Regions from separate parts of the Zea mays genome. Here region 1 is linked to region 2. The links are chromatin contacts, called in public Hi-C maps. All regions are on one chromosome and are shown on one strand. The core of a region is the stretch at or near the end of the contact, and the rest is flanking DNA. Distances in the headings are between cores, read along the strand shown. Region 1 overlaps LOC103650063 (a long non-coding RNA gene). Region 2 holds the start of LOC100284775.

Region 1 (3,147 bases), core at 425-2,924, 230 kb before region 2:
AAGTAAAATGCTAAAGTTTAACATACATTAGCACTTTATCTCTTTAAGTGATGCTAAAGTTTAGCACAATGAAACTAAACATGCCCTAGTACTGTCTATCAAAAAATTAAACTACATTATTTATGTTAATTATGATCCTATCTTGGCTCTCTAAAAACTATAGGATTTTTATTAATTATGATCCTACTTAGGTTCAAGAAAGATAGTAATTACTAATTAGCTACTCATAATTATTTTCTTGAATCCAAATACATGTTGCTAATAGTTTAACTGATTGTTAGCAATATTTTTCTAGTAGCTAATAATAGTACTATTTTACTAGTCGAGTGAAATTTGTTAAGGACTAGTTTGGGAACCTCATTTATCCAAGTCCTCTTGAAAAATAGAAATTCCTTAAGAAAATGAAGTTCCTAAACTAGTCCTAATAGGGGTAATAGTAGTTACATAGTAGTTATGACATATTAGCTAGTAGTTAACTATTAGTAGTAGCCATGATCTAAGAGCCTGTTTAGGTGCTAAAACAAACATTAATAAAGTTCAATCACATTCCAAGCTAGTTAAAAGTGACTAAAATAATAAAAATATGTCATTTTAGTCACTTTGGCTGAACTTGTTTGGATCCAAAGAGCCTCCAAGTATCTTAACTTTAAGTAGATTTACTATAAACAAAAATATTATTATAATAATTATACTTAATATCATAAATGTTAGTAAATTTTTTATAATTTTACTCTAAATGAAGTCATTCTTAATAGGAGTTTCATAAGAGTTTTATTTTTATTAATAATACGTCACGTAAACAAATAAGATAACACAATATACAATTTAATAAAGAAAAATACGAGATTTAGTGTTTTTTGAGATGGTAGCTTTGGAAACAGTGTTTTCCTCTTCCCATTGAGAACGCCCTTTCGCACGGAACATGTCAGTACGACTTTGGACAAAATTCAAATTATCACCACTTCTAGAAAACGTGAATGCCATCTTTTTTTTTTGTTTTCTACATATATCACTTCTATAAAGGAGATTGCTGATAATTCGGTATGAATTATAAATTATAGAACTCCTAGGCCCTACAACATTTTTTTACTAGAGAAATTTTATTATCAAAAAATAAAAATAAACTGGATTATATGAAATTCTTGCATTTTTCTGACAAAAGATTCAGTGTAAATTCCCGTGGATCATAAAAATCTAGGAAGAAATTCTTACTTGTAAAATAAAGAGTCTAGGCAAAAATGAGAAGCCACTTCGATGAAAGAGACGTGAACTAAGCAAAAACAAAAACAAAAACTCTCTGTTCTCTAAACTGCAAATTCTAAGACGTTGAGTATATGTACAAATTCTTACATGTTTGGTTTGCTACCGACCAGACCTAGTCAAATATCAGAGATCCCACACGTTCGATTTTGATCGCCGCCGGGCTGAGTGCAGGCCTCGTATCAAAACTAAGGTCCTGTTTAACTAAGATGCTGTTTGAAAGTCTAGTGATATATTTGGAACCACCTCAATTTTCAAAAAACAGTTTCTTATAAACTGATCCAAACAGGCCCTAACCGGCTAAGCCTATATACAAAAATAAAACATCCTAAAGCAATGGTAAGTTCTTTGGTGAGCAATAAGTTCCGACTACTAAAGAATCTTGGTGGATTTGAACCACCATCCATCCGGGACAGCACGCCTAGGCTAGCAGTCAAACGGATGACCTCACCGTGTTGAGGAAAGATCCACACCTCAACGAGCAGACGCAGCTACATTTAAATAACCATAAAATACCTTTAAAAAGTACACATATATCAATTGAATATTCGTGTTCACAACCAAACCTTCTGTGAATAGACCCATTCAAAAGAACGGATATCGCTGAAAAATATTGAGCAAATTAAGAAAAATTTTAACTTGCGAGATTTAATCACTGAATTCCGGTGGATTGATGAAAACAAGACAAACAAAATGCAGTCAATTCCGGTGGATTTTAACTTGCTTTTAGAGCCTGTTTGGTTTGATGACTAACTTACTACACTTTGCTTAACTTTTCTGACTAAGATTAGTTTTTCAGTTCAAACGACTAACCTTAGGTAAAGTATGACCACGAACCAAACAGCCCCTTAATCACCCAATTTTAGGCCCTAGATTAAAAGCACGGCACCCTTGAGACTTAAACAAAATGCAGTCAATTAGAATGAAAAACAATTTAAATATTCCCAATTACGTTTAATATAATGGTATAAAGTCACGGCTTATAATTCTGTACCATGTTCTTTGTTAAATTATATAATCCCGCTGGGCACAATTCCGAGTATATGAACGAAACCAATTTTAAATATATTCTAGTTAATATTCTGATGTATATATGTGATAAACTCACATGCTTATGAATTTCTATGACGCAAAAAAAATTAATCCCAAAACTATTATATATGAACTTGACAGGCAATAAGACCATCAGCTTACCTATATTCAAACTGCACACTATAAATAATACGATCTACAATATAAAAAAGTACAGTAGTTCACCCATATATGATCACTACAAATACAATGTAAAAAGGTACAATGTACACCCATATATGGTCACTACAAACACCTTTTGGACTATTTTTGTAGTGTAGATTATATTATTCATAGGTCACTATGAACACCTTTTGCACTATTTTGTAGTGTAGATTATAGTTTAAATATGGGAAAGAGTAAGCTACTGATGGTCTAATTCTCAACCCACCGGTATCAGCTTACCCATCGCCTTTACTGCAATCAATTCCCACACCACCATGGATTTGAAACCCTTTTGGAAACTTCATTTTCCCAAAAAAAAAAATGAACTAATTTTCCTTAGGAAACCTTGGAAGAATAAGTTCCCAAACTAGCCCTAATCAAATTGAAAATAGAAAATGGAACTTCGCAAAAAAAAAGCAACATGAAATTGATCTCCAGGGGAACTCATGCTCTCGTGCCCCTAGCTAAATGGATGAATTGAACTGCCAATAAATAAATTGTCGAACTGTATGTACAGTACCGTCAAAAAGCAGTAAGTATAAGTAAACCTGGGCGGTACGTTCTCAAACAGTCAACAGGGCAAAGTAACCAATCAGGCCGTCCAACGGGAGCAAAATCAGTTCCATCAGCATCACCATTATAACCAATGAG
Region 2 (3,041 bases), core at 101-2,600:
CCAAGTCTGAGATATTGGACAACAAAGGCCTGTAGCACGACAGCTGTTGGCATATGTCATGAAGTTGGTGGTGGTGTTGTGTTGCCTCGGCGGGTCTAGGGCAGGGAAGGCACTCACATTCTCTCGCCCTTCTCGGACTGACGCCTGGCGCAAATGCTTCTCGGTTTGGAGCTGCTCCGGCTGGGTTTCTTTCTTCGCTTGCGCGCTCTCTCCCTATATGTATCTAGTAGTATACTACCTATGTCGCCTCCAGATGCCCAGATCTACGTCGTGTCCTTCTCCGGCAACGAACATGTATGGCCGCCTCTTCCCTTCCTTCCTGCTCTACGAAACCTTGGAAGTATGGGAAGCGAGGGATGGGGGTCCCTGATTTGCTGCCTATGGCCCCGTTCGATGGCTCGACATTGCCTGTCTACATGGCCTTTCCCTTACCACGGTGTCGACTCGATATACTTTTACCACTTCTATGTACCTGTCACCCATCCTTCTGTCATTGCAAAAATTATTGTGTTGTTCCTCTGTTGTTTTAGGTGTTAGTTTTTTGTTGTTCTAAGGACTGAACATAATTTGGGTGTGTTAGTACTTTATTTATTGTCTGTACATGGTTTGTGTTCTTCTGATGATGGCTCATGGATTCTGTAAAATATGTGTTAGGATTTCGAGACCCATGCGGACACAATCACAAGTTGCTCATCCCTTGTGTGCATTAGCTCGTTTCTGAGGCCACATTGGAACAATGGAATCCATGTTGTTTGAAGTTGCTAAATTGGATGGAGCAGCAATAATTTGTCACGCTAATAGTAAAAAGGAAAGATTATTTGTTGGTTTTAAGCGTTAGCAATTGTTACGAAGTACCATAATTTGTATGGAGCGCATCCAGTTTCTATTGATGACTGGCTTTAGCGAACACTCAATATTTTGATGTATCTTTTTTTATGAGTTTGAGTTCGTGTGACTTATTTTAGAAACTTGAGCTCACAAACTTCCTATTATTTGGTATCTGTATGGTAGAATTATGTTTTTCTATAATCTCTATTTTTTACTTAGTCGTTCTGAACTCTTTTTTAATCGCTTACTTTATTAACCGTGTTATACCAAAACATATTGGATGAACTAAACAACAACATCAGTTAGTAAAATAAAAAAATATGCGAAAAACAGAGACAATCAATAAAAATATTAAGATCTTTTTAGTAGATAGTTTACGTGAGTATTGTTGTGAACCGTCACAACGTACGGACAACCGACTAATCTCTTTTAATCCATGTGTATTGAATGAATACTCCCCAAACAAACCCTCAGCGATGTCGTCGACTCGTCGTGGGTGCCGCACCCCGGTTGCAGGCGTGGCCTCCTGTTTTCTACGGCCTTTCGGCCGTTTCGCAGTCGATGGGCCGTGGGACCCTCGCCGCGCCCGTCCACGCAGCAGACGACGCAGGCGAACGGCTGACGAACCTGGGAGGCCCAAATCCGGCCCGTCGCGGACCGCCTCGAGTGGCGACCCTGATCCATCCTCAACAGGCACGCGCACTGTCTCTCTCGTATCACTCTCCATTCTACCTCTCTCTTCCCCAATCCAGGCCAGCCAACCCTAGCGCACCGGCGATGGCGTCGGACCCGGCCCCTGACGACGCGGCCGCGGCCGTGAATGGGCACGGCAACGACAACGGACACGGTAACGGCCCGTCCCCGTCGAAGCGCCCCCGGGCGGTGATCTCGGAAGCCGAGATCCGCGTCGAGTTCGCACACCACGACGCAGCCGTGGCGCGCGTCAACAACGGCAGCTTCGGCTGCTGCCCGGCCTCGGTCCTCGCCGCGCAGGCCCACTGGCAGCGCCTCTTCCTCGCGCAGCCCGACGCCTTCTACTTCCACGTTCTCCAGCAGGGCCTTCTCCGCTCGCGCGCCGCCGTCGCCGAGGTGGTGGGCGCTGGCGACGTCTCCGAGGTCTCCCTCGTCGATAACGCCACCACGGCCGCCGCCATCGTCCTGCAGCACGCAGCCTGGAGCTTCGCCGAGGGTCACTTCGCGCGCGGGGATGCGGTGCTGATGCTCCACTACGCCTATGGTGCGGTCAAGAAGTCCATCCACGCGTACGTCGCGCGTGCGGGGGCCACCGTCGTCGAGGTGCCCCTCCCATTCCCCGTCGCGTCCGCCGACGCAATCATTGCCGAGTTCCGTGCTGCGCTCGCGGTCGCCAAGGAAGGAGGGCGTAGGGTCAGGCTCGCAGTCATCGACCACATTACCTCCATGCCCAGTGTCGTCATCCCAGTCAAGGAGCTCGTCGCCATCTGTCGAGAAGAGGGCGTTGACAAGGTATTTGTTGACGCTGCCCACTCTATTGGGCAGGTGCCTGTGGACGTGCGCGACATTGGAGCCGATTTCTATACAAGCAACCTTCATAAGTGGTTCTTTTGCCCCCCTGCTGTGGCCTTTTTGCATACTCGCAAGGATGACCCGATAGCCTCCCAACTCCATCACCCTGTTGTTTCCCATGAGTATGGGAATGGGCTGCCTATGGAGAGCGGATGGATTGGAACACGGGATTACAGTGCCCAGCTTGTTGTGTCCGAGGCTATAGATTTTGTGAATCGATTTGAGGGTGGAATTGAGGCTATACGAAACCGGAATCATGAGAAAGTTATTGAGATGGGTAGGATGCTTGCTGAGGCATGGGGGACTTTTCTTGGCTCACCTCCGGAACTGTGTGGTAGCATGGTTATGGTGGGGATGCCTGGTTGCCTTGGTGTTGAGAGTGATGATGATGCAATGAGAGTGAGGACAATGTTGAGAAAGGATTTCCAGGTGGAGGTGCCGGTATACTACAACTCAAGAAGGGTGGAAGGACAGGAGATGACAAAGGATAAAAATGGTGATCCAGTGACAGGGTATGTGAGGATCTCACACCAGGTTTACAATGTCACAGAGGACTATGAGAGACTGAGGGATGTTGTCAATAAACTTGTTTCTGAAGGGTTCACCAGCAGCAAGTTGCGGCCTTCTGAGAAGGTACACTCTCAGCTGAAAATACTTGCATATTTAGT

Evidence for each region. Hi-C and Micro-C count contacts between places; a contact is called where the count stands out from the background.
Region 1: a Hi-C map of ear shows a contact between it and region 2, with 1.7 times the contacts expected there. The contact joins the enhancer-like site here to the promoter of LOC100284775 in region 2. A contact is called at or near these places in 4 of 25 Hi-C or Micro-C datasets (ear, endosperm, leaf and 1 more).

Annotation. Positions count from the first base shown.
Region 1 is chr3:50,287,553-50,290,699 of Zm-B73-REFERENCE-NAM-5.0, reverse strand. It overlaps LOC103650063 (a long non-coding RNA gene), which reads right to left. Exons shown (of 2, transcript XR_563876.3): 2 at 2,467-3,147. Among protein-coding and RNA genes, the nearest start is that of LOC103650063, 3.3 kb to the right of the region's middle. Within about 2 kb of position 1,674, at least 10 of the 20 cell types and tissues checked have an H3K27ac peak or open chromatin away from gene starts, as enhancers often do. A contact at or near this core is called in ear, leaf and tassel, where this site is marked.
Region 2 is chr3:50,055,177-50,058,217 of Zm-B73-REFERENCE-NAM-5.0, reverse strand. It overlaps LOC100284775, which reads left to right and starts at 1,350. Exons shown (of 2, transcript NM_001157670.2): 1 at 1,350-3,006. The coding sequence starts at 1,606.